Regions from separate parts of the Mus musculus genome. Here region 1 is linked to region 2. The links are chromatin contacts, called in public HiChIP or PLAC-seq maps. All regions are on one chromosome and are shown on one strand. The core of a region is the stretch at or near the end of the contact, and the rest is flanking DNA. Distances in the headings are between cores, read along the strand shown.

Region 1 (3,088 bases), core at 587-3,086, 44 kb before region 2:
TTACCCCAAACAATCTCATGGGCAAACTGTAGGACAGGCGTCCATCAAATTCAACCACTTAGCAATAGGGTTCCCAGTTTACTGGCAGGCGGTAAAGAAAGAATGTAGCCCAGCAGAAAGAAGCCCTAAGCAAATAATTCCATTGATTCTTTAGAATAAAGACGCGTGAGCCAGACCCTGGGCTCAAAGGCTGCTGATAAAATAAATCTGAGTCTCCCTGTCACAGATGACCTTAGCAGCCACTCTGCAAGGTGAGCAGCACAAGAAGCCCCATGGAAATTGGTGAGGAGGCAGAGGGGAGCTTGCAGTAACTGAGCCAGGGAAACATTTTCCATGACCACCAACCTCTTTTCTTGGCACACACATTTGCTACTTAGAAAAACCCCTCCCTACGTGTATGCTAGAGGCACACAGGGGATGATCCCTCTGCATCTCTGTTGATATTAGTAACAACTACCTATGCCAGTTGATGGGGTAATGAGGCGAGGGGGGAGACAAAGGAAGGGGGTGGTGGCCCCTTTCTGTGCCATACTAATGCTAGCCCCCTGTCCTACCTCAGTTTGGGAATGGTATGTTGGCAGAGCTGGAGAAAGGTAATGAGCCCTGACGATACCCAAGCCAGCAACTAATCCTCCCCCCCCCCCCCAACTGCACCCTGCAATGTGTAAGACTTGAAGAGTCTGCTCACACGCGGCTTTTTCTACGCGGTATTTCCTAAGTTAATCACTGTCTGGGCTGACTCGCGCTAAGGATCCGGGAGCGGCTAGAAGGAATGCTGAGCCTTCCCGGCAGATTCCAGGCGCGCCGACTATGAGCCAGGCTCTCGGAGCACCGAACATTTCCGAGGCCTTTCATCGCACAAACGTCCCAATCGAATCCCCTAGATGCACAATCTTTCTTTCAAATACTTATATAAGAGCACTTACTGAAAATCAACTTCCTTACACGGGCGCTGTACCTGGGCTGCACTGGAGCGCTGCACTCGGAAAACCAGCCACCTTTCTAAGCAAACACGGGTCTCTGGCCTTGGCCTGGGCTCACTCCAGCAAAAGGAACCAACGCTAGTCTCCAAGTCAACCAGGCCAGTCCAGGGTCCCGGCGTTACTCACCTCTACCGAGGCAGACCACTAGCACCGGTGGCTGCCCGAGCGCCCCGGGCGAGCAAAACCCGCAACCGCGAGAGGTCTTTAAGCATCGCGGGTACGCCTCTCTCCCTAACCCTCTTTGTTTTCCAAATACTTCAGCGCTGACGTCACCGGACTGGACAGCAGGCTGCATTCTTTCTAAGTGAGAGCCAGTTCGTGGCTCCGCAGAGGATTTTCCAAGGAAGACAAAGAGGAATTCTTGAGCTAGCTGAGGGTAAAAGCCACCTGTATCCCCAATCCAGACAAAGCAGCCACGGTAACCTCATAATTCAGCGAGATATGCCTACCGCAGCTTTTCACTTGCCCCGCACGCGAGACGCACACTCCCAAACACTGATCCTCTGTCCTTCCTCCAGCCCCAGTGGGTCGGAGAATGGTGTCCTCACCCCCACAAAAGCGCGAGCAGTCTAGGCTAGACACCCAGGATCGATCCTCGAAAGGGTTCACAGTCTCCCCTCCCGCTCCCGGGGAGGCTCGTCCACCCCAGCTCCGATCTCCAGAAAGGGTCGGACTGATCGCGGTGTCCCGCTGCTGCTGGGAAGCGTCCCCGCCGGCCTCGCGCACTGCCCGGAGTGCCCGGCACCTTGCTTACCGCTGCGGCCCGCGGCTGCCGGCGCACGCAGACCCGGTTCGGCTTAGGTACAGTCAGCAACGGAGGTGCGCACTAGTCGGTGGCGCCGATGATCTGCTTGCTCGCGCCCCAGTGCGCAGCCTCTAGGTCAGCCCGCGCTGGAGGCGGCTGCTATGCCAGGAATGTGAGAGTTTCAGGTTCCCCCTCGGGATCAAAGCGAACCACAAATAACCTCTCAGCGCGCCGCCCTCCTCCGCTCTCCGCCTCCCTCCGCTCCCCGGGCCAGCCCCCGCCTTCCTCCCGGGAGGCGGCGCTGCGGCTGGCCGCTGGGCTGGCCTCAGCCTTGTCCCCTTGCCACTCTGGGCTCTGGCGGCCGTGCGGCATTCATTCCCTGCCACCCTGCTTTGTGTCCTAGCTGTTGGGAGTGTCTTAACCAACTCGTCCCAAGATCGCCCCACCACTGCCCGCACCGGGTTCTCACCCTCCATTCCTACAGGCACCGAGGGACGACTCCAGGGATCAGCCTCTCACGCCCCTATGGTGGCTGTAAGAAGGGTCTGTGGCGTTTTGGAAATGGCGGGAGGACTGCACAGCAGTTCACATCCGCCCAGCCTTGACAGTGTTGCAGACGAAACGATGTTTCGGCCCGCCGCTGCCCAGCCTCTTTCCTAACTCCTACTATTTCACCCCCCAGCGGCAAACTTTGAATTGCACTTTTATTGTTTACAAACACCTTGGCCAGCTCTTTTAATCCTGCCTCTACAGGAAGTGTGTGAATCTGGGTTGAAAATCTGGTGGATTTAACCCACTACCTAACTAAATGAATCAACCACTCACTGGGCATTCGGTCCAACTCCTCCCTAACTCCGCTCATCTTTAAGCCAAGCACGCGGCGGGTCACCACTTGCTTTTTACTCGGCCATCCGACTCCAGTAACCCTCCGACGGTGCTCTTATCATGTCTGTAATAAATAAGAAACCAAGGTTCAGAGAGTCTAAACAACTTGCCTAGGGTCACACAGAGAGTAGCCAATGAAGCCAGGTCCCTTTTCTTGGTCTTCAAAATCCGGTCTCCGTAACCTGACAAGGCAGAGAGTCTCTGCTTCCACCTACCTGTCCCGAGTTTCAGTGTCTTTTCCACCTCGTCTACACCTAGCCAACCCTCTTTGTCTTCCGCTTCTCTGGCTTTTGGTGTGGAATCGACTCCTTTGTCATTTGGACCCTTCTACTTCCCCAGGAGACTCCTCCAGCTTAGCTGCTCTGACTCCCTCCCCTCCCCGCCCCCCCCACCCTCTTTCTGGTTAGAGCGTGCATTCCTCAGTCCCATCCACCTCGAATCAGGACCAATTTCTGCTGCGGGACTGCCGGGCCCA
Region 2 (2,925 bases), core at 110-2,609:
AATGGTGTCACTCAAGGCCACTCAGATAGCTCATAGGGAGACCTCCCATCTTGGGATTACAAGACCCGCTTTTAGCTTAAGCTTGCTCTTTCGATGCCCATATAGACCAGGTCTCAGTTTTCCCCATTGTAAATGAGAGGCTGGCCTGCCTTAGCATCCCTGTGGTTATTTTCCAGGGACCTAGTCAGCCCTGTGTGATGTTCTGAGGATAATAGTACTTTGATAAATGAGACTGTGAGCTGAAGATGGTTATAGGGACATGTGGGGACATGCCTAGCCTGAAGCTGGCTGCCCACCCTGATGGGCCACATGACCTTGTCAGGTAGGCATCTCTTAGGAGAGGAGGCTGTGAGTTTCTAGAGTCAAATTTGAGCAAAATAGGACAGGATCAGAAGATGCCATCCTGGAATATGAAGAATAGTGGTTTCTCTCTGACCCAAGACCTATGGGCACATCCCTGCTTACCCTGGGCAGCATCAGCCACTTCAGCTGGACCACAAAAGCTGGCGTTAACCAGGCAGAGCCTTCTGGACACAGCTACAGCAAGCCACCTTTAGTGCGGAGCAAGCAGATATTCCCTCATCCTGGTCTTTCTGATCTCTCCCAAAGTTTTCTCAAGAGTTCCTGGCCAGTGACACTCAGGAAGGTTCGGGCTGTCTCATAGTGACAGGTTGGCCTGCCTGGTTCTCAGAATCAGGAAAAAAATAATAAAAAAAAAAAAAAAGGAGACAGAGCACACATGATTAGCCCTCCTGCGTCTGGTCTCTCTGAGCTGTAGTTGCTTCCTTCAAGAAAGGGCCAAGAGTGCTTGTTTAGCACTCATGAAGTCTAGGGTTTGATACCCAGCACTAGATAAACCAGATGTGGTGGTAGAGACCAATGATCCCAGCACTCGGAATGTAGAAGCAGGTAGGTCAGAAATTCAAGGTTCCCTTTGGTTACATAGCAAGGTGGAGGCCATCCTGGGATACATGAGACCCTTTCAGAAAGAGACCGGGAGCGGCTAGATACAGTGATACACACCTACTTCCAACTGCCTGGGAGACTGAGGCTGGAGAATCGACTGAGGAATTTGATGCAAGCCTGGGCAGCTCTTCCAGACTTTTTCTCAAAACAAACAAACGAAGCAATTAAAAATAAGTGACAAATTATCCGTCTTCGGTGAAGGAGGAAAACGCCCCCCAGTGACTGAGAGCAGAGTCAGGACTTAGACATTCATGGAGACAGTAAACTCAGCCCTTGACGGCTGCAGCATCTGGGCTTTGGGGCCCAGCTGGCATGGCCACAGGCCACTGCAGGAGGTCTGGATGGAGTGTGCCTTGAGTCATCCCAAGCATCCAAGGCCAGGGGAGTCATGGCTGGGAATGATGAACACCTTGGCTAAGAGCAACGTCAGTCCTCTGTCTGGAAGGTGAGTCAGGGGCCCACAGAAAGAGGCCTTCACATTCCTGGAGGTGGCTTTGTCTTACTGTGCTTCCTTCCCAAAATAACCTCAATGGAACAACAGCTTTCCAGTTCGTATTTCTACAGTGAAGACGGCTGCTGTGTGCTTTAGTTCCCAGGCACAGCACAGCTCGAAAGCCAAACTCCCGCGGGATATTAAAGGGTCATAAGCCTTCTAAGTCTCCCTTCTGTCCAGTCCGCAGGCATCTTTCCAGCATTTATGGAGTAACTACTGTGTATCAGGTCTTGTGTCCTAGCCCCCAGCAATTCCAAAAACACACCATCCCCCCATCCCTCACCACCCCGCCTCCCACTCTTATACTTCCTATAGTCTAGGGCTGGAGGACTCTAAAACAGCGAGCAAACCAGACTTTGTTTTCTGTGCCAGGGTCTCACTAGGTAGCTCTAGCTGACCTGGAACTTATGTAGACCAGGATAATAGTGAATTCACAGAGTTCGACCTACCTCTGTCTCCTAAGAGCTGGGATCAAAGATATGGGCCACCACACCCATTCTTGCAATTTGCTACAATCTATGAATTAATTGAGGGTTGGGAAGAGTTCCAACAGAGGGGAGCAGAAGGAAGCAAGGACAGGGGGTGCACTGGGGTGCCAGGGCTTTGCTTTGAGACTAGATCTTAGGGAAGGAGGTTGCAGCCCCAGGTCCTGGTGTGACCTTCCTGGCAGGAGTAGAGATTCTAACGACAGACGCTGGTGTCCCTCCTTTCTGCTATCAGACTGTTGAAGCAAGGCCCTCAAAGAGGGAACTTGTCTCCAGGAGCCCCATGTTGTGGGAAGGAGAAGGGGAAGGGGAGGGGGAGGGGGAGGGGGAGGGGGGGAAGAACCTGTCTCACAGGAAGAAGCTTTACTCAGTTCTGATAAGTTCTCAGACCACCTTTCTGGACAGACCAGAGCCAGGACAATGATGGGTCAGTGATGGGTGTGACCCCTTATTGTCTATTTAAACCCAAAGCTTGTGTTAGGACCTCCAACTGCAGATTGGCGGGTCCTGTAGCCTCCTTTTTGTCTCTTTTTCTACTGTGGCCACATAAAAGAAATCTCTTTTCTCTCTTTTTCATGATTACATGTTTCGTTCATTGGCATGTTGGGGGCAGGTGGCCGAGCCTAGCTTGTTAGGGCTTTTGGGCCCAGGGTGTGACCCTAAGAACTCTGGTAATGTCCTGTCAAGTGGTGAGGCTTAGTTTGTGGAGCATTTGGGTTCCAATGTCCCAACTATCGGCCAGATCATGAGTTGGGAGGCTGAGGACCAGAGCGTTCTGATTAGGACTGATGGCCAAGGGTTGCCTTATTCCATCCTACCATAACAATGGAGATGTGCCTCTGTTCCTAGTGTAAATAGGTCCTAAGGTACTGAGTACCTGTACTAAGTCATAGGTAGGAGTGTCAGTAGGTTATATGGGTGGAGAGAGATGTTTGCCCTTTCAATGGACTGTTTCAGAACAGGCCCTGAACCTGCTAAGCC

What was found. HiChIP or PLAC-seq counts read pairs in DNA pulled down with a chosen protein or histone mark.
Region 1: a contact with region 2 is called in an H3K27ac HiChIP or PLAC-seq map of embryonic fibroblasts, with 27 read pairs. The contact joins the promoter of Amotl2 here to the enhancer-like site in region 2. A contact is called at or near these places in 6 of 39 promoter capture datasets (cranial neural crest, embryonic stem cells, maxillary cranial neural crest and 3 more), 5 of 484 Hi-C or Micro-C datasets (embryonic fibroblasts, embryonic stem cells, nephron progenitors and 2 more), 10 of 115 datasets of contacts at active chromatin or transcription factors (embryonic brain, embryonic fibroblasts, embryonic midbrain and 4 more) and 3 of 9 other capture datasets (adipose tissue, liver and pancreatic islet).

The regions. Positions count from the first base shown.
Region 1 is chr9:102,716,552-102,719,639 of GRCm38.p6, reverse strand. Amotl2 (angiomotin-like 2) reads right to left here and starts at 1,836. Exons shown (of 10, transcript NM_019764.2): 1 at 1,738-1,836.
Region 2 is chr9:102,672,000-102,674,924 of GRCm38.p6, reverse strand. The region is part of intron 2 of Gm46150 (a long non-coding RNA gene); the gene reads left to right. Among named protein-coding and RNA genes, the nearest start is that of Gm46150, 10 kb to the left of the region's middle. Within about 2 kb of position 1,359, at least 21 of the 459 cell types and tissues checked have an H3K27ac peak or open chromatin away from gene starts, as enhancers often do. A contact at or near this core is called in embryonic fibroblasts and pancreatic cancer cells, where this site is marked.